3 separate regions of the Mus musculus genome follow, and regions 1 and 2 are each linked to region 3. Evidence: chromatin contacts called from public Hi-C and HiChIP or PLAC-seq data. All regions are on one chromosome and are shown on one strand. Each heading gives the region's core, a stretch centred on a gene start, on an enhancer-like site or on the middle of the called end of the contact. The rest is flanking DNA. Distances are from core to core; before and after follow the strand shown.

Region 1 (3,023 bases), core at 192-2,691, 130 kb before region 3:
CTTGTCATTCATCAAAATAAAACATATTTCTCATTTAACCACACTTAATGTTGCATGGAATATATTACCCATTACTCTTATACAAACATAAGACAACAAATTTAGCTTGTTTGTTTGTTGCTTGTCATTTTTGAGACAGGGACTCACTTCATATTACAGGCTGGCCTCGAACTAACAATGTAGCCTAAACTTGTCTCCAACTCAAAGTAATTCTGACTCAGTCTAAATAAAGCAAGGAGTATCAGTCTGAGCCATCTGAAACAGCTGTTTTAAATTGATTATGTATAGAGAAGGTTTATTAAAATCAGGAGATTGACTTGATTGTATAAATTTGCATTTAGGGACCTAAGGTCAATAAATTAGTTCTCCTTTTTCTTCTTTTCCACTGTGCTTTTTATAGCCTTTGATCAATAATCTGGAAACAGCCTTTGGTTAGCTGAAGCTAACTTGATTGACATGGCCATCGATGCAACTCTTCTAGCTTTGCAAGCTAAGATTTTACTTAAAGGTAAATGGACATAAATGCCCTCTTACTTGCCAGATACAATTAAATCATACAGTATATGATGATCATGAAAGTTACATACCAAGTGGGAATGATCTGAATTTGTCATTTATGGGTGTGGGTCCCTAGATAAATCTGTGTTCTCCAAGCTATAATCTCACCAGCAGCATAATGAGCAGTAATAAAACTGCATAATTTTGAATGATAAATAAAATAATAACTTCCTTTTAAAGCCTAAACTGTAACTGTATAGATATGGTTCAGGGGGGTTCTGTTCTAGCATCTTCCCTCAAAGAACATGTTAATGACTTATTTCCATTATGTTTCTTCTCCTTCTTCTTCTTCTTCTTCTTCTTCTTCTTCTTCTTCTTCTTCTTCTTCTTCTTCTTCTTCTTCTTCTTCTTCTTCTTCTTCTTCTTCTCGTTACATGACTTTGACATTCTTAGCAACTTTCTTTAGAAATTCTCTAATCCAGGGATGATGACTCATGCTTACAATTCTAGCATTTGGGAGGCTGGTGCAGGAGAACGGTTATGAGTTTGATGTCAGTATAGGTTTCATTACTCTCTGACAGCTGCAATTACTAGGTGAGACCCTGCCTCAAAACCTAAACAGAACAACACATAAAATTTTTGAAAAGAAACCTCAAACTAGTTCTTAGATTTCAGTTAATAAATGTTTGTGTTTAGGAATATATCGTATAAATAAAATAATTATTTTTTTCTAAATTGGAAACTTTACAAAAGAACTGCCACTACATTTAGGAACTGAGATAGAATTTATTGTATCAGTTTTAGAAGCATTCTTATGGAGACATGGGTAAAACCACAAACAGAAAAGAAGATAAAAATAAACCGGGTGCAAACCACAGATCCCTCAGTTCAATAGAAGAGAGCAAGGGGTTGCTAAGAACAGGAAGCAGAGGCATAGAGTACTGCAGACTCAATTCACACTGACAGCTTTGGGGATTTCAGTATGCTTCTTATGTCCTTGGCAGAGACAAGAATATTGTGAGACAACAATGTGTTGAAACCATGAGGCCAGTTTTTCACATAAACAAAAAGAACGTGCTGAAAGAAAGTTAGGAAACAGCCTACTTGAATTGTGAGCATCTTGCCGCAGCTCAGATTTAACAAACAAAATCCAACATAGGCACAGCTAGTCATTTCCCATCAACCAAGGGTGAGTGCTTTGGAGGAGAACTGGCATTTCCTGTGATTCTGAGAGTGAAGAGAATCAATAATCCCACCAGTATCTTCACCGCTAAATGAACACTTAATGAATTGAGAACAGACCAGAAAGCCAGCCGTAATGACATATTACAGAAGCGGTTGGAGGAGGGGATTGTGCAATTGGACAATGGAGCACAATGAGCAGTTGTGTCTCTTCAGTGAAATCCGAATTTGATTTACTTTTAAAATTCCAATGTAAGTAATTTGCACATTGAAAAAATGGAAAATTCAGAAAAGGAAAAAATGATTTAGGTAGTGGTCTGTGATTACCTCCTGACTGAGCCATTTTCTGGCCTTTTGATCTCAAGCGAGTTAATTAAACCTCAGGGGCTGGGTTGGTGAGATGGCTTATGGAGAAAGCCTGACAGGGTATGTCACATCCCCGAATTTTATGGCAGGAGGAAAATGACTCCTGAAAATTATATTCTTATCTTCATGTGTGCACCATAGCATGAGACTACCAACATGCTTTCACAGGAGGCATACACACACACACACACACACACACACACACACATTTTACATAAGTAAAATATAATAAATAGATCTTTAAACATCTGATAGGTCGCATAATGAAATGTCATAGCCTATCATGGTTTATGAATGTCTTCTCTCTTTTCCAATGTATGTGTAACAACAGTTATCAAAGTTTACTTGTTTTAACTTGTTATAGTGATCCTTTTCCATGATAATCACAAGCATTTCAAAGATCATCCAAATCTCTTTATGGATATCACATGGGAGCTAGGCACGTGGTGCACTCCTATACCTTCCATAAGATTTGGGGAGCTGAGGAAGATGAATTGCTTCCAGTTTATGAATATGCTAGCTTTCACTGTAAGGGCTGAACTCTAGGATGTGAGACTTGGTTTCAAAACCTAATTAAACAAACACATCTCATTTAATGGCTGAACAATATTCAGACACAAGTATTTTCCAACCCCCCCACCAAGTTTTCTTTTACAGATACAAATTTATGTTTTTCTCCACTTTCTCATGAAAATTTAGAAATGAAGATTTCTCTTATGAAATGTTATACATGATCCTTCAAATACTGAGAATGTGGTATCCACAGCCATGCTGTTTATTCCTCTGCATCTGCTCTACTTGAGCTACTACAGTGTCCTGTGTGCTTCCCCAAGACCTGGTACATTCAGTTTTTACTGGTATTATTGATTCCTTTAGAACATTATTCACCCTTACTTGGCTTCAAATTTTGTCCTTTGAAAATAATCTTTTGGTTGCTCCCAAACTTATATTATTTTACTTTGGTTTGAAATTTTCCA
Region 2 (3,077 bases), core at 256-2,755, 160 kb before region 3:
GTTTATTTTCCTTCATTGTAACTGAAATTCCCAAAGATCATAATACAGATTATTTTATTTCTCACTAGTCTTTGGATGTTTATTTCTGAGACTATGTCTGTGAATATATTTCTGTGAACACTAATCCATGAGCTCATGTTTGTATACATATATGTGTCGTGATATGTATGGGAATGCTGGGGCAATGTGTGTACCTTTCTGTGTTAATATTAACACACATCCTTATGTAAATGTCATGTATTTTATATATGAGGTGGACCCATGAAGAAAAGCAAATGCAAGGGTGGTTGCATGAAATATGTGCACAAACATAGGCACATATGTAGCTATGCTTTGTGTGTGATCAACTGGTGGACTTACATGCTGTGTGTGTAAGATGTATGTTGTGGTGTGTTCATGTGTGATATATGTGCCTGAGTTTGCCTGTGAAGTAGTATGTATTCCTAATGTGTGTCCTAAAATATATTTGTATATGTGTGTGCCAACCTAATATATTTAGGAGAGTTTGAAGGATGGGGAGAAGTGATATTGTATTGTATGCCTATCCATCTGTACAGAGACACAGGGTTGATGAATCATAGACCCCTCTTGTAAACAAGAGAACACAACTGTACCCTGTTTGAGTTCAAAATGGAAAGTCTATGGGAGGTCTATTTTCGCCTTTCTCCTTTCTCCCTACTATAGCAATTCTTCTCGCTATATCATTTGAAAATCTGTTTTAAGTACCATCAACCTTTTCTTTCTTCTCATTCTTTCTGTGTTGAAAGACTGGCACTCCAAATTAAAATCACTGAATAAAGCCAAAATGATTGGGCTAGCAAGAGAACAATCACTTATTTCTTTCTTTCTTCACAATAGTCTCACTCTCTTCGCTCTTTGACAGTTGTGGATATTGGATATTACAATAAATGACTGGATTTCATACACAAGGGAAGTTATAAAATATTGCTCAAAATGTTTTTTGCACTAATATGACCACTCCATTAGCGTCAGTAGCTTTGTGTAAAGGACCCATTTTCAGCTAATCTATTTAAAGCTCATTTTATGCCTGTCTTCAATTTTAACTTAGCATTCTTTGCTGGAAAATGTCACAGCCTACTTTGCAAATGCCGTTTACTTTCTTACAAAGACACAACTGGTCACTGCAAGGGTTTCACTTTAAATCTCTCTCCTGGTTTTCTTAGAATTGGGAGGTAATTTCTTCCCCTTCTCTCCTCCTCCCTTCTGTGCCCTCTCCTCTCGTCCTTCTCTTTCTAAATGTCCCCAACTCCCTCCTCTTCCTTCTCAGACTCTTCCTAGATCCCCTGCTTCTCATGTTCTTTTCTCTCTACTTTCTCCTTATTCTTTGCTCACTGTTTAAAGTTGTGGTTCTACAGTTTTTGAGGATCCTGTCAGGCACAAAGGACACAGTCATTTTAATATTCAGAGTTCCACAACTATACACTCATGACCTTTTCTGAACATCTACAAAATCCCTGCCTGCTGTACAGCTAGGAAACAAGTTATTGACATCACCTTGTGGTTTTATTCCTTTGTTCTCTTCTGATGAAAGGGGTTGGCTGTTGGAACTATGTGCTGCACACATAAAGTTACTAGGTAGACTTTCCATAAACGCCTATTGTCACTGAAGTTTCATGAGGGAAAGTTCAAAAACTGCTACTATATATATATATATATGTTATGTATATATATATATATGTATATATATATATATATATATATATATGTTATGTAGCTTATTCACGTATTTTGTTTGCAGCATTAGAACAGGAAGACCTCAAAGTTTCCTGTTATCCAAAGCTACCAACACTGTTTCAAGAGTAGTGAGGAGAGGGGTGGTGCCAGCCTGTAATCACAATCTTCAGCCTAGGAGGTAGAGGAGAAGAAGCTGGAAGAGGAGGAGGAAGCTGGAATACTAGGTCTTCTTTGGCTATATATTCATTTCAAGGTCAGCTTCTAGGGTGTAAAGCCATGTCTCAAAACAAAACAAAGAAACCAACCAAACGAAAGCCAGGAGTAGTGGCCCACATCTTTGGTCTTTGTAATGGGGAGGCAGAGACAGAGGGATTTCCGAGTTTGAGGCTAGCCTGGTCTACATTGACAGTTTCAGGACAGCCAAGGCTATATAATAAAACCCTTGTTTGAAAGAAGAAAACCAAAAAGAGGACAAAGAGAATCAATATAGCTATCCACTTTGAGCATAGAAACACACCTGTCATATCTTACACTCAAGATTCTGAGGCATAAGGCGTGCTACACATTCAAGGCCTACCTGTATTATACACTGAGTGACAAGTCAGAGAGAACAGCATAGTGACTCCCCACGTAATGCCTTCACTCTGCTCAAATCTAAACCCATCCATAACTATGCCAACTACATAAGAAATTTTATCAGTATTTGTCTTTCTAAGTAATGTTTAGCATTACTGTCATCACGAACAACCAAGCTCCTGAAAATGATTGAGATTTAAAACTATTCGTTATTCCTAAAAACAGTAGATATTCACATAATCTTTCAACTTATATTTTAATAGGCTTTTAAAACTTTTGTAAAGAAATGCGAGCTAGCAGATTAAGGTTATCAACCGATGGTGTCAAAAAACAAGACTCAAGCTTGAACTCATCAACAGGATAAGCCCATTATCTACTTCATCTACAATCTTTGTCAGTGACCATTTCCTCCATTTTGCTATCAATTCTTTTTTTCTTCTTTCTATCGATTTAGTTGTTTAATTAAAAATTCTTTGGGATCTCAAAGCCAAAGCCTTGTCCTGTTGATGTTCGAGCCTCTGCTTCCTGAATGCAGGCATTGCTGATGGTTAACACCTCATCCAGCTGACCTCATCTCTTCTCCTTCTCCTTTTTCCTCTTCAACTAATCTGAAAGCTTGGTGTTTGCTACAGGGAAGGCTTAGGGACCACCTCCCAGATCCACTTGCATTTTCCAAACTCAGCTGATGCTTGATCAGTTTCTGGTGTGCAAAACAATGGTAGATTCTGAGGGCATCCAAGGCTCCTTTTTTCCTTTGCTAACTATGGTAATAAACCCTTAGATGTAACCAGAAAAACCAGATGATG
Region 3 (3,527 bases), core at 539-3,038:
AAGGTCACATTCCTTGTAGAGAAATAGGGCGACAACCTGACACGTCGTCTGTCTCTAAGTACATTTTCTTTGTGATTCTTCTGGTATTGGTACTATTAACTCTGATCATGAGGTGGCTGACTTGCTTGCTGGTTGTATTATAGGCTGTGGACATCACAGGGTATTTCCTCGATTTTCTCCTGTAGTCTTTTATGTGCTTTGAAAGCAAGGTGACCACTATATAATAAATGTCTGATTGTGCCTCCCTCCTGATCCCAGTAAAAGAATGCTCACATAGAGCAAAACAAATGCCACATCCTGGTCCACAGGACACTTTTATTCCTCTGGGTTTTCAATATGATGTCATAGTCTCATGGCTGTGTCCTAGCAAACTCTCTGTTAGCTCCCGTAGTACACCAACACTCTCATGGCATAGCTTTAACTGTCTCCTGTTCTACCTGGATTTCATTTAATTCTCTTCCTTCCCTCCATCATTCCATATTGTATTTGCTCATTGTTATGAGTGTTATTCCCTCAGGGTCTCTTTCTCTGTGATTTCTGTCTAATGCCTTGCCTTTTAGAACACTTTGGTAGCATTTGCCTCTCTTCCCATTGCCTAATTCAGTTACAGTTTATGTGTACCTCTGTGTGTGTGTGTGTGTGTGTGTGTGTGTGTGTGTGTGTGTGTGTGTGTGTGCAATTGTATACTGATTTAATTACTGTCACCTCCTTCTCTCATCTACTTTCCCTGATAACAGGGATTGATTTTTATTTTCTTCAGAACAGTGTACTGCATCTTTATACTGAATGTGTATATGTGACAGGCATCCAATCTGGCTGATGTGGAACTTGGACTTCACTTACCTTGTTCAGTGTAATCAGTATTCTTAGAATCATGGCTGGAACATGATTGCTAGTGTTGATTGCCTAATATTTTTTTCTTTCATCATTCCATCTTGTATTACCTCAGTGTTATGAGTGTTACTCCCACAGGAACCCTTTCTCTGACCAAATGTGCAGTTGCAAAGCCAAGCTATAAAGGCAGCCATTCCAGCCTGTCTGAGTTATACCTGCTGAATCACATTGACAACCAATTGAGTAAACAAATAGATTGTAATTATATCTATTCCTCATTTAGAAAGCCCAGAGACTAAGCTTTTGTTTGCCTGTGGCTCTCTGGCAGACTTTATGAAACCAGAATGAAAAGATTATTACCTTCAAGCACAATCACATGTTCTTTAATTATCATCAACTTCAAATTTTATGATTCATATCTAAGATTGACAGAAAAAGATATTTAAATGGGGTTGTCTTAGAAAACAAATAATTAAGAATCAAGTCCCAGTTTCATAAACTCAGAATGATATTGCTTTTTATCCCTAAGCAAGTAAATGCTGTTGTGTGCATTTTGATTGTAATAATCTACAAGTACAAAGAGCAAGTCTATTTTCTACAAGGACTAAATAAGATTTCACCATAAATTTCCACAACTTAAAAAATTCGGTCAATATTTGATTACCCAGTTGAATAATAATGTCTTTTTTTATTCATTCCCAGTGAGTTATACCTCTTAATTTTCCTATAAATGGGTGGATGTGTTTTGCTATCAAGCAAGTTAAATGTATATTTTATGAGGCCTAGGTTCATCCTCCAAACCAGGCCAATAAAATGCAATGGTGTTGATGCTGATAAACCTTAGAACTATAAATAAAAGAACAAAGGGAGAGGAAAGTCAGGGGCCCCCACTGTAGGAAAGACAAGGCAGATACTGGTGAGGGAAGCGGTGTGGGAGTAGCAGGAAACCTGCAAACCACGAAGCTTACCGAGAAGCTGCATCTTCGGGGCACAGAGGCTTCTAGCTCCTGTGGCTGAGAAAGATAGTGTAAATTAATCTGCTGCCATTCATCTAAGTTCGGGCACAGCTGTCACCTAAAGAACTGTTCATTACTTCTCTTCTGGTCAAGAGAGGTGAAATGTAATGCATTGAATGTGGACAATGTGTACTAGAGAGGCAGTGAACAGGAGCTCAATGGTTTGAGGTCAGCAGGAGGAACAAAGATTCATTACCCTGATAGTAGAGTAAGGCAGATGTTGCTGTCTTTCTTTTTCACAGGGGCCTCTGGGCATTAAATAAACAAGCAATTAGCATTGAGTGTATAGAAAAGTGAACTTTGGGCCACTGGAACCAGACTCATTTGGAGTCTTTCACATTCCAGAAAGCTCTCAGGTGCCTACTTTCTCCATTGATGTGCTACTTACTCAGTGGACACCTTTATGTCTCCATTGACAAGGATTTCTATGTCCTGTGCCTCTTTTTAAATTGCTTTTCTACTAGAACTAAGTAAGATAAAACAGAGAAATACTTAGTACAATTCACAACCCATATTCAATGTCCAAATATATACACTGTTATACAATTGTCTAATTCTCTATTTTCCTTAGCCACTCTGCAGGCCATTTCAGTCTGGGTATCCTCCCAACATGCTATCTTGTAGAATCATAGATTCCATAGCTGAGATAAAAAAGAACCATCTACTTCATTTACAAAACATAAATTAATTTACAGATTGGGTTTTTTTCCCAGAGATATAGTCTCAAGGATAGACCTAGAGGCACAAATCAGAAAGTTGTTTCTGCAAGGCTCCCTCCCGATTTAACACTCACATGTGGATCCTTCCTTCAGGCTTTGACCACAGAGGATAAAGACCACTGTTTCTCTCAGTTCTTTTTGAAGTATGTTTTATTTTCAATTAGTAACAGTCATAGATCCATTCAGCTACCATTGAGCAGTCATATGTGGATGGTTGCTGTTGTTTTGTAGCTATCTGAGCAGCTCTCTCTCTTCTCTTCCATCCTATACATCACCCAAAGAAAACTTCTGGTGCCAGGCATCTTCACCACCTGCTCTAAAGTCTCATAGTTTCCTATTTCACTCTAGACATCCATAATTCTTGACTGCATACTTTTAGACACAATCATGTCTGTATTTTTCTTGATGACTTATTCCAAACTAAGTATCTTTTTATCATTTTGTAAAGAAAACTTTCATATGAGAGTAAATTCAAAAGGAAATAAAATGAAGACAACTTTTAAACTACATTTTTCTTACTTCTAGGGTCAGTTCTTTTGGTATAAAAACAAACTGAATTTATTTAGGTTGATTTATTTTTCATAAATCAAAGTCGAGTATCACAGAAACCTTAATGTTCTTCCTGTGCTTATAATGAATTTGATGAATTAGTAGGGAGCATCTAAGCTTTCTGGTAACATTATACATTTATTTTCATACACCTTGGTTGCCCTTACTATGATAGCTTCAGACAGCAGAACGTAACATGACATATTCAGCTATGGGACTAGTGATCATTTCTAGGAAGCCAGACAATAAACATGTCAACCTACATACATCTTTTTGGGGAGTTTTAGCACCCCACCTCATCCTTGAGTCTTTAGATAGTACAGGAAATGTCACAGCATTCTACACAGTTGGGGATACACTTGTGATTGATGTACCCAACGAACAAAATTTGTAACATTCAAATTCTTAT

What was found. A called contact is a pair of places that touch in the nucleus more often than the background predicts. HiChIP or PLAC-seq counts read pairs in DNA pulled down with a chosen protein or histone mark.
Region 1: a contact with region 3 is called in a BATF HiChIP or PLAC-seq map of CD8 T cells, with 6 read pairs. The contact joins two enhancer-like sites. A contact is called at or near these places in 1 of 484 Hi-C or Micro-C datasets (the HPC-7 cell line) and 3 of 115 datasets of contacts at active chromatin or transcription factors (CD8 T cells, large pre-B cells and regulatory T cell precursor).
Region 2: a Hi-C map of Th1 cells shows a contact between it and region 3, with 2.9 times the contacts expected there. The contact joins two enhancer-like sites. A contact is called at or near these places in 1 of 15 datasets of contacts at CTCF or cohesin (large pre-B cells), 4 of 484 Hi-C or Micro-C datasets (the HPC-7 cell line, Th1 cells and bone marrow-derived macrophages) and 2 of 115 datasets of contacts at active chromatin or transcription factors (acute myeloid leukemia and regulatory T cell precursor).

Annotation. Positions count from the first base shown.
Region 1 is chr6:103,338,705-103,341,727 of GRCm38.p6, forward strand. No RefSeq gene overlaps it. Among named protein-coding and RNA genes, the nearest start is that of Chl1, 170 kb to the right of the region's middle. Within about 2 kb of position 1,442, at least 62 of the 459 cell types and tissues checked have an H3K27ac peak or open chromatin away from gene starts, as enhancers often do. A contact at or near this core is called in CD8 T cells, the HPC-7 cell line and regulatory T cell precursor, where this site is marked.
Region 2 is chr6:103,307,621-103,310,697 of GRCm38.p6, forward strand. No RefSeq gene overlaps it. Among named protein-coding and RNA genes, the nearest start is that of Chl1, 200 kb to the right of the region's middle. Within about 2 kb of position 1,506, at least 17 of the 459 cell types and tissues checked have an H3K27ac peak or open chromatin away from gene starts, as enhancers often do. A contact at or near this core is called in Th1 cells and regulatory T cell precursor, where this site is marked.
Region 3 is chr6:103,471,708-103,475,234 of GRCm38.p6, forward strand. No RefSeq gene overlaps it. Among named protein-coding and RNA genes, the nearest start is that of Chl1, 37 kb to the right of the region's middle. Within about 2 kb of position 1,789, at least 33 of the 459 cell types and tissues checked have an H3K27ac peak or open chromatin away from gene starts, as enhancers often do. A contact at or near this core is called in CD8 T cells, the HPC-7 cell line, Th1 cells and 1 more, where this site is marked.